Regions from separate parts of the Mus musculus genome. Here region 1 is linked to region 2. A link is a contact called in public promoter capture Hi-C data. All regions are on one chromosome and are shown on one strand. Each heading gives the region's core, a stretch centred on a gene start, on an enhancer-like site or on the middle of the called end of the contact. The rest is flanking DNA. Distances are from core to core; before and after follow the strand shown. Region 1 holds the start of Hdac10 (histone deacetylase 10). Region 2 holds the start of Brd1 (bromodomain containing 1).

Region 1 (4,968 bases), core at 1,841-4,340, 390 kb before region 2:
TTGTCTTGTCTGCCTCAGACCCCAGGCCCTTGTTCTTGCACCCTGGTATGGGAAAGACTGGATGGGTAGAGGTTCTTGACTCATGTCCTGAAAGTCCTGGCAGGTGTTCTTCCCTTCTGTGTTGTCGTGTGCTTATGAGTTTGGTTCTGTGTGATGAAATCCTTCTGCTGCTCAACAAAATAACTCCCCTAACCACGGGCCACAAGATCCGTTCTGTGGTCTCCATCTACACACTGTGGCTGGGTGCTTTTGCTTTCACCATAGACCACAGGAGGCACACAACTGAGCCCTTGAGCAGGCTCACACACTTTCTTCTCACTTCCTTTTTTTTTTAATACAAGCCTCTCTCTCTTATTATTATTATTTTTTGAACACAACCCCCCCTTTTTTTCTTTTGAACATACACTTTCATCCCTTGTTTTCCTGGGGCAATCTAGCTTCACAGCAGTCTTCAGTGTTTTTAAGTGGATTGGCCCACTTAGGATTAGATTTAAGGCCCATGGGGTGCTGGCTTCCCCCCTTAGTTGAAAGCTGTCTAACTCTATCGTTTGCTTCTCTTCGCTTCCCGCAGGTGTGACTTACAAGGAAGTTCTCAGCTTCAAGCCTCCTAGGCAGCTAGGAGCCAGAGTTCCAAAGGAGACGGCTCTGTGACGACCTCTGGGTGGTTTGGGGGGTATCCAAAGGAGGTTGGCTCGGAGCTTCACGGCACCTTGGCTTCCCTTCTCTGGAAAAGGAATCCTGGTTAACACCCCGACAGTGCCTGGAGCTTGTATCCCAAGTCTTCCACCTGGACATGCTGTGTAGACCCTTGAATCATGAACCCTCCATCTCCAAACCTGTTCTTCGGCTTTCGAGTGCCCCAGATGACCCTGGAAGAACATCTAAGCTTTCTGTCCAAGACCCCTACCCAACATGGGACTAGCCTTTGAATTCTGGAGTTGTACATGAAATCAGTATTCGTGAAAAAGCTTCAGAGTGAGCAGAGCTTAGGAGACAAGTGCCAGACCTGAGCTCTGCTCGCTCTGGACAATGCCAAGGCCAACTCCTGAGACGGAATGAGACAGAGGTTTTGGGGACACTGACTCAGGGACATCATCTCTTCTGGAAGTGGGTGGATTCTCTTACACCCTTAGCCTGGAATTCGAACCAGCCATTTGGTGTTGCCTAAGTGGCTGGGGGCAAATAAACCCTTTTGTAGATCTCCCATTCTGGTTGTGTGGCCCCATGCCTTGAGCACCCATCAGTTCTCCAAGCTGCTCTGTGCACAAAAAGGAGCTAACCTGAGCTCTATGTCCTCCAGCTAATAGAGGTGCCAGTCCCCTGACTCTTCCCAGGCCACAGTGCTGGTGCCACTTAGTCCTTGCCAATGCTTCAAGCCACATTAGGGCTTGGCCCCTCCCTTCTTGAATGACTGTACTCTTAAGGCTCAGAGTCTGAGCAGGAGGTCTGGAGACTGATGCAAGGGAGGATGGTGGGGAAGATGATGTTAAGACCCAGATAGAGGGATGCCTCCTTCTTTCTGAGTTTGCAGCATTTGTCTTCCAATGGTCCAGACTTCTAGTGAGGAAGGTCTTAGCTCTCTACCAGCATTTCCCTGGCAGCCTCCCTGAACCCATACTGTCATCTGCAAGCCATTAGACACGAGACCACACTTGGGCTGGTTAGATGGTCCATGTTCTTCCTCATGTCCCAAGGACAGGTGCGACAGGGCAGGACATAAGGGTGAGGTCTTTCATTCCCTTCATTTGACAAGTTCTGGGCAAATACACTTTGCCCAGTCTAATCTTGTCAGAGGAGATGCCATGACCATGGCTCCACTGCCTGAATCCCCTTGTGATAACCATGGTCCAAGGCTTCAAATACTTCACCCAGTTACAGAGGTGTGGCTCAGTTCATGCCCTACCCCACAATATACATAAACCAGGGTAGTTAATTGGCTTTTAGAAGATGGAGAAGCTTTGGGCTCCTCCAAAATCCTTGCCTGAACTCCCAACTCCTGAGTATGGCAGAGGGCACCTACTTCTAACCACTCCAGGGCTCTTTGGTTTCCCCTGTACATGATAGTTGTATGTGTTCCTATCACAGACGTCAGCGGCAGCCTTGCCCCCTTCCCCTCATCATCCTGGGGGTGTGTCTTGTCCCTTCCCCCCATCTTGAGGCATCTGTAATGCCAACACTCATTTCGGAACTGGAGACAAGGCTGGACTATGGAAATGTGTGTGTGTATATATATATATATGTATATACATATATATGTATATATACATGTATGTATATATGTGTATGTATATATGTGTGTATATATCTGTGTGTGTTTATTTGTGTGTGTGTATATATATATACATATATACATACAAACATACATATATATATATATATATATATATATATATATATATATATATATATGTATAGTCTTAGCTGGTATTTGAGCTCATGTCTCCTTTGTTCCTCCTTTCCTAAGGCCCCCTTCCCTGCTTCCTCACCCTTCCTTGCTCAGAACCCTCTACCCTTCCTAGCCTCACACTGTGCTGCAGTTTTCCTGGCTGGCCTGGCGTCTTATATAACTCTTCTATTCCAGTGGCCTCTTTCTTACCTGTGGCCTTTCTGTCAGTCCCTTCTGGAAGTTCAGTGCTTTGATCCAGCCCAGGCCAGCCCCCGCAGGCACTCACATACACACCCTGCTCACTTCTCTCCTCTCCATCTTTCACCTGCGGGAGCAGGCAAATTGGTTGTGATTGACAGTTGGCATTTCTGACTCTGTGGCCTAAACTACCAGGTTAGGCTAGGAGGATGCTGGGGGCAAGAAGGAAGCATAGCTGCGGCTGTAGCTATGGATGGCCTGAGGACAGGCAGCCCTGTCTTCCTATCCATTTCAAGAAGGACACTGGAGGCGGTACTGGTCGTAGGCTCCGCGCCACACGTAGTTGTCGGTGGCACTGAAGTTGCAGCCTAAGAGAAAGAGACAATGAGAGAAAGAGAGGCAGAGAGAGAAAGACACACAGAGCGCGCGCAATCCCAGGGGAGCTCAGCCTTTTGGTCTACTCCACCCTAATCTCGCCTAGGGGCGGGCCGGAGTCTGTAAAAGAGGAAGCCGGAAGTTAGGCGTTTGGCGTCACGCTTAGTTCAGTTTCCAGCGGTTCTCTTCTGACAATCGGGCGGGCTTGAGCCCGGACCTGGGCCTGGGGTGGTTTCCTCTTGCCCAGGTCCAGCGTGCACAACCCAGTTCGTCCCGAGTGAGGATTGTTTACGTGCATAGTTAGGTGAGACCGGGCAGTGCAATTACCTGCCGGCAGAGGGCGTGTTGCGTTAGAGCGGATCAAAGTGACCACGGTGTAGCTATGGGCACAGCACTTGTGTACCACGAGGACATGACAGCCACTCGACTGCTCTGGGATGAGTAAGTGTGTCTTGACAGAAGTAGGGGGCCGGGAGGGAACCCTGAACACTGAGATCCTTGTCTGCTCCAGCCCCGAGTGCGAAATTGAGTGCCCAGAGCGCCTGACAGCTGCCCTGGATGGCCTGCGGCAGCGTGGCCTGGAAGAAAGGTGCCTGTGTTTGTCAGCTTGTGAGGCATCAGAGGAAGAGTTGGGCTTGGTGCACAGGTCAGACTATGACAGATCTGGGGACCCGAACCTTTTATAGCTCCGCTAGCATTCCCTTGGGTTCACCGTGGTGTGGGCTAAAAGGGATTACTGGGTGGGCACTCCCACCAGGAATCTCTGCTCCTTTCCTTCCTGTCCTGCTGGTGGCCCGCCTGCTGATCTGCAGCCCGGAATATATAGCCCTGGTGCAGAAGACCCAGACCCTGGATAAAGAGGAGCTCCACGCACTGTCTAAGCAGTACAATGCTGTCTACTTTCACCCGGTGCGAGCCAGCATACACGCCCATTCACCCAGATTTATGTCCATATGCCTGCCTAGGTGCATTCACACCCAAGTCTGCTCACCTGCCAGTGTCTCCTTGTTTATGCTTTATGACCGTACCCTACCATGTTTTGCTTGCCAATGCCCCAGCCCTGTCTGCTCAGCAGTGGGAAACCTGCAACCTGGGACAAGCAGGTCAGGTCCCAGGCTCAATTGCACTCTGGCTCACAGGACACCTTTCACTGTGCCCGGCTGGCAGCGGGGGCTGCACTGCAGCTGGTCGATGCTGTGCTAACAGGAGCTGTGCACAATGGGCTTGCCCTGGTGAGGTGAGAACCACCTTCCTCCCCTAGCTGTCTGTGTGTGACCCTGTGAGGGGACAGAATGACTCTGACATGCCCGGTGTTTCCTTTTTTTTTTTTTACACCCTAGGCCTCCAGGGCACCACAGTCAGAGGGCAGCTGCCAATGGATTCTGTGTGTTCAACAATGTGGCTCTAGCAGCCAAACATGCCAAGCAGAAATATGGGCTGCAGAGGTGTGTCCAAGCTTGACCTGCAAGTGTGGGGGACCCAAACTAAATAGGAAGAGGTGGAGTTGGTGGTTAAGAGGTCCCACCCAGCTCCCTCCACTCCTGGCTGAGCTCCTAGCCTAAAGGTGGAAAGGCAGCCACTTCCAGTAATCCCCAGTACTGTCCGAATTTAGGATTCTCATTGTCGACTGGGATGTCCACCATGGCCAGGGCATCCAGTATATCTTCAACGATGACCCCAGGTGAGCTGGGGTGTGGACACAGCCCTTCTCTGCCGCTCACCATTTTGGGGATAAAATTCCAGTGGTGAGACTAGGGGTCTTAAGAGTTAGGGTTCTTTGAGAAGCTGTGGAGTTGCTAAGGGACCTCACTTCTGACCTGGCCAATTGTCGACAGTGTCCTTTATTTCTCTTGGCACCGCTATGAGCATGGAAGCTTCTGGCCGTTTCTCCCAGAGTCTGATGCAGATGCAGTTGGCCAAGGGCAGGGCCAAGGTTTCACTGTCAATTTGCCCTGGAACCAGGTACCAAGTCCCCCTCCCCCCTCCGTCCAGCCTACGTCTCCTGTGAA
Region 2 (5,319 bases), core at 2,556-5,055:
AAAAAAGATAACACAAAAGAGTTGAGCGTGGTCACATGTGCCTGTAATCTCTCCTCACATTGCAAAGGCTGAAGCAGGAAGATTTTTAGTTTAAGAGCAGCCTGTGCTATACAGGAGGAGTTCCAGGCTAGCTAGATACTGAGACCAACACTACCTCAAAAAAAAAAAAAAAAAAAAAAGTGGACAATAATAACTAACCACCTACCAACCAACCAGATTAAAAAACTGACAGATCAATCTAATTGAGTCATATTTCTTTATTTGAACTATTCATGCCATCTCTTATCCCCTGCCCCAGAAGGGCCTCTTGGTAGCCTGGTCTGCTCCCAAACTAACACTATTTGTGCATTCTCATCACAGTGCTAGGAGTATGTACACACAATAGAATGGCGGCTCATGCCATGTTTCTTATTGGCCATGCTTTAGTCTCTTTTGTTGCTGCTGTTGTTTTTCGACACAAGGTTTCTGTGTAGCCCTGGTTGTCCTGGCACTTGCTCTGTAGACCAGGCTGGCCTAGAGACTAAGGGCTGGGGGTGAAGTGTGAGCCAGCACTGCCCTGCCCTTTATTTAGTCTTTTACCTTTGTCCTTCTGATTGTTAGTGTTGTTGACTTTTCTACCTTTTTCTTACATTTGAAAGCTGTAAGTCACATTTTATGTTTCAGGTGGAAATTGTGACATTATAAATTCTGACATTAAATATTATATATTTTAACATTATAATCCATTTTCTTTGGATTTTTTTTTTTGTTTTTTTTTTTTTGTTTTTATGAGAGGGTTTGGTTTCTCTGTGTAGCCCTGGCTGACCTGGCACTTACTTTGTATACCAGGCTGGCCTCCAACTCAGAAATCTGCCTGCCTCTGCCTCCCCAGTACTGGGATTAAAGGCCTGCGTCACCACCCCCCCTCCCCCCTTCTTTGGATTTTAAAGTGCTTTAATCATACAATGTAAGAACATCACAGTATTTGTATTTCCTGTTGCTTTTTCTCTTCACAGGTGCAACAGAGTTTGACTGAGATTTTTGATACTATCTGACATTAACAGTCCAAACTGGTTTTCTGGCTGAAATCCACGTCTTGCTACTAAATTCACTTTTAATTTTGCTAACATGTATCTTTTAGGATTTTAAAAGATATTTGTTTCAGTAAACTTGACTATATATAGGCTATGAATCCATCTTTCTTGTGCTGTCTCATTTGAACACTAGTTTCTACTGTCTTATGAATTCTAGCTAGGTTCAATTCTTTTAGAATTTTAGTTAATTCCTTCTACAAACATTATCTGGGGCATCATAAAGAAGGTCCTTATTAGCTGGGTGTGGTGGTGCATGCCTTTAATTCCAGCACATGGGAGGCAGAGGCAGGCGGATTTCTGAGTTTGAGGCCAGCCTGGTCTACAGAGTGAGTTCAAGGACAGCCAGGGCTACACAAAGAAACCCTGTCTTGGAAAAACCAAACAAAAAACAACAAAAAAATCCAACCAACCAAACAAGAAAAACCAATAAACCCCCCCAAAACCCAAACAAACCAAAAATGAAGGCCTTTCCTCTCTGATAGCTTTTCGGTTGCTTTAGTCCTTGAAGTTGCAGTTTGTCTTGGTCTCATGCCAGTCTGTGGGATCCCTCCAGCCTACTAAGAATCGCTTTGCCTGAGAAGTCCCCCTCTCCCTCAGTCCTTCCTGCTCTTGAAGCTGTTGTGTCCTTTCATCTTTGCTTTTCTGAGACAGTGTCTTACTTTTGTTTTGTGTGGTGGGAGGTCCTTCCCTCGTTGGTTTGCATTTCATTTTCCTGAGGTAGAGAGAAGGCTGAGGGCTCATCTTGCTTGTTCTTCACGGTCCTGGGATGCTTAGATTCAGATGAGTGGACTTCTGTAGAGGAGGCAGCATTTACAGTTCCTGGCTTTGCGGCAGATGTGTTCAGGCCTCACAGGGTACCCCTACCATGGCTCAGTGGTGTGCATGAAGAAAGTACTAGCTAAACAGGAGGCCTTGCTCGGGAGTGGCTCCAGAATTAACTTACCCTTAAAGACTATTTTTCAGCAGGGCAATTGCCTTTAATCCCAGGACTCTGGAGGCAGAGGCAGGTAAATCTCTTGAGTTCAAGGCCAGTCTGCTCCACAGAGGAAGTTCAGGGATATACTGAGGGGCCTTGTATTGAAAAACAAAACAAACAACAACAAAATGACTATTTTCCAGCCCATAGTTTGGCTACAGTGGGATAAGAGTAGTGGCCAGCCAAAAGCTGCAAGGCACAGATGAGCAAGTCTGCCTTGTCCCAATAACTGTTTGGTGCCACATCCTGAGCTGTGAGCCTGCCCTGCCTGTCATGGGCGGGGAGGAGAGCAGCTCTGCTCACGAATGAAAAGCTCTTCTGTTTACCTGAGAGGTCCAGGCTAATGTCACAGGCACATGACTAGTGCTTCATCACCATGACACCTGTCATAAGCCTTCCAAGGCAACCAAAGAACTACCCAGTCTTCACCCCCATTTCAAAATACTTACAGATGAGTCTCATAATGAAAATTCTCTAGAAGCCACTAACTTTTAAACTAAGGACAAAGTAGACGGAACAAGCTGGAGAGTAAGACCAGTGTCCCTAAGCACCAACCCAAAGGGCCCTGATTTCAAAATCTTCAAGCCTTTTACAGCAGAGGTTCTCAGCCTGTGGGTCACAACCCTTTTGGTCCTGCATATCAGATATTTACATTCATAACAGTATTGAAAATTATAGTTATAAAGTAGAAGTGAAAGAATTTGATGGCTGGAGGCCATCACAGCATTGATCAGCAGCAATAGGACTGTTGAGAACCACTGCTGTAAGTGTTACCAGCTCCTTGGTAGGGATGTCAATGCTTAAATACTTCTATGAGTACAATGCTTATAAGAGGAAGGCCTAAGTCATGGGTGGTGGGCCATGCCTTTAGGGAGGCCGATCTCTGACTACATAGTGAGTTACAGTCAGAATTACATAGTGAGAGTCTGTCTCAAAACAACAAAACCAAAAATCAGGCAACCAAACAATCAAACCACCACCACCAAAGTAAGTAAGAAAGGTAGACAGACAGACAGAAAGAAAGAAAAGAAGAGGAAAGCCTGAGTTGGAGGCATGCCCCCAGACCTGGCTGCCCATAGTTTGAGATTGCTACTACTTGTCCCAGTCACTAGTCATCCTCAAGTCCTTTCCATACCCTCCTCTACCCAACCACTGACCTCGTGCCCTTGTTAATGCCTTTCTAGTGCCACCTTAGGGTTCCCCAGTCCTAGCCATTTATTCCTCAAATAAATCCACCCTTGTTTGGTGATCCCCTCCATCACGGCCCTCATTTCCATTCCCTCCTAACTCATCCTCCGTGAACCACGCTGGTCACCAGACACTATCAGAACCCCACTTCCCCCCCTTAGGATGCATCTCTTGATTCTCTCAAAATACCACTCCCTTGGAAAGCAAGCACTCTCAGGAAACTCCACCTGGCTCTCTAGGGTCAGCATTCTTGCTCTACTCAGTGCCATTGACCCCATAGTAAACACCATTCATCTGGTTACCCTTCTCTTACAGCAGCAGTCCTTCATCCTCAGGAACCCTAGCCTGTCTCCCCCAGAATTCTCCTCCTAGTCACCCCACTTTTGTAGCACTCCTCCCCCATCCGGATCCCCACCCTAACACCCTTCCTGGTCACCCCACTCTCTCCTTCGCGTCCCGCCCCGCCCCCTTATCCCGGCTTGGCGCGGCGCGCGTCGTGGCGGCGGCGGGCGGGGCGCGTCTCGCACGCAGCGCGCCGGGCGGAGCGCTCGCCGCATTGTTTGCTTCGCTGGGGAGCGAGCAGCGCCTCGGCAGGCGTCCGAGCAGCTCCGCGTCCGCGTCCTCCGCCCGGCCGGGCCCCGAGCCGGCCTCAGCCGGCCGTGCCGGCGCCGCCGACCCCGCCCGAGCCGCGGCGCCCTGCGGGCCCGGAGCCGCTGGCCGAGCGCGCCCCGGAGCCCGGCGGGGCACGGCTGCGCGGCCGTTGGCGGAGGAGCCGCGGCGCCATTAGCGCCGCCTCGGCCGCGCCGGCCTCCGCGCCCGCCCGCCCGCCGGGCTCCCGCGGCCGCGGCGCCCCCGAAGGTGAGTGTCTGACGGTCGCCGTTCGCCGCCCGCCTCGCCGGCCGGGGCGGAGGTGCAGGCGCCATGTTTGGAGGCGGCAGCGGCGGCTCCGCATTGTCCGCGGGCGGGGAGGCCGGAGAGTCGGGGCGGCGAGGCCCCGAGGCCGTGAGGCCTGGCGGGCGCGGGAGCCGGAGGGACCGAGAAGGCCGGGCGGACGTGCGCCGCCGTGAGCCGGCGCGGCCGGGGACGCCGGAGATCGGTGCCGGCGGCTCGCCCAAGAGGCCGGGTTCGGGAGGCGAGGCCGCGGCGAGATCGCGGAGGCGGAGGCCGCAGCCGGGTGGGGGCGGAGAGGGACACGGAGGCCGCGGCGGGGTCGGGGAGACAGAGGAGTAGAAGGAGGCCGCCGCGGCGCGGGAGGCGCGGCCAAGAGAATGGAGCGATCGGCAGGGCTCAGTAGGCGGGGAGGCCGCCGGGCCGGGCGGGCGGGCTCTGGGCAGCTCGGCTGTCTGGGCGGCTGGGGCGGCCGAGGGGCCGGGCGTCGGACAGCGGAGGAGGCGGAAGGCCTGGGGTCTCGTGGCGTCTGCCCACGTCCTCGCCCGTAGCCTTGGCGGTGCGGAGCGGGTCGCATTATGTAACAGATCGGTCCGATCTATTTTGCCAAGACAGGAAACTCCCTTGAAGAGGGACGGGCTCGGAAGATTTCCTAAGTGGAGCGGGGCCTGGTATCTCCGGAGCAAGCCCGCAGCTCCGCCACAACTCCGTGGATGAGTGCAGGAAACGCCGAGAAACGAGCGCGCGTGCGCGGCTTTCTTGGGCCTTTAGGAGAGAAGCAACTTTCCTGTGCGCTTAATTTGCAGAAAACGCAGCTCCTCATGGTGCCCTGCAGTTGTGACACACTTACACACACCTAGGAAACGGCCCCCCTTCATGGAGGACATTCACTTCACCCAGCTGCGACTGTTTTAGAGTATCTGTCATCTGGTAACAAGTAGTTACAGAATTTCCCTATTACTTAGTTACTGTTTTATCACTTGTTGGGTCGCGTGCACTGTCCTGAGTCTGTGTTTTTCTCTCCGGATGGTCACCTTAGAGTAAGGTGTGTCTCTTTCCTGTGTGCTTTTACGGTGAGGGGTGGAAGCTAGGAAGAGTTTAAATGGCTTGTCCGCAAACCGGGCCGGAAATGAACGGAGCTGATTTTGAGCATGGAGTCTTTCCCCTCGTTTTGCCGGCAAAGCTTTTTAGGAT

What was found. Promoter capture Hi-C pulls out the DNA fragments that hold promoters and counts their contacts.
Region 1: a promoter capture Hi-C map of pre-B cells shows a contact between it and region 2. The contact joins the promoter of Hdac10 here to the promoter of Brd1 in region 2. A contact is called at or near these places in 13 of 39 promoter capture datasets (3T3-L1-derived adipocytes, the C10 cell line, the HPC-7 cell line and 9 more), 3 of 115 datasets of contacts at active chromatin or transcription factors (embryonic stem cells and pancreatic cancer cells) and 2 of 9 other capture datasets (liver and pancreatic islet).

Annotation. Positions count from the first base shown.
Region 1 is chr15:89,126,822-89,131,789 of GRCm38.p6, reverse strand. It overlaps Hdac10 (histone deacetylase 10), which reads left to right and starts at 3,090. Exons shown (of 20, transcript NM_199198.2): 1 at 3,090-3,400; 2 at 3,471-3,605; 3 at 3,772-3,868; 4 at 4,099-4,196; 5 at 4,300-4,404; 6 at 4,572-4,640; 7 at 4,795-4,921. The coding sequence starts at 3,342. It overlaps Gm46530 (a long non-coding RNA gene), which reads right to left and starts at 3,251. Exons shown (of 2, transcript XR_001781738.2): 1 at 2,597-3,251; 2 at 1-724. Mapk12 (mitogen-activated protein kinase 12) reads left to right here. Exons shown (of 12, transcript NM_013871.3): 12 at 572-1,206. The coding sequence ends at 651.
Region 2 is chr15:88,732,705-88,738,023 of GRCm38.p6, reverse strand. It overlaps Brd1 (bromodomain containing 1), which reads left to right and starts at 3,805. Exons shown (of 13, transcript NM_001033274.3): 1 at 3,805-4,095. Gm41377 (a long non-coding RNA gene) reads right to left here and starts at 3,903. Exons shown (of 3, transcript XR_875560.2): 1 at 2,017-3,903; 2 at 1,733-1,865.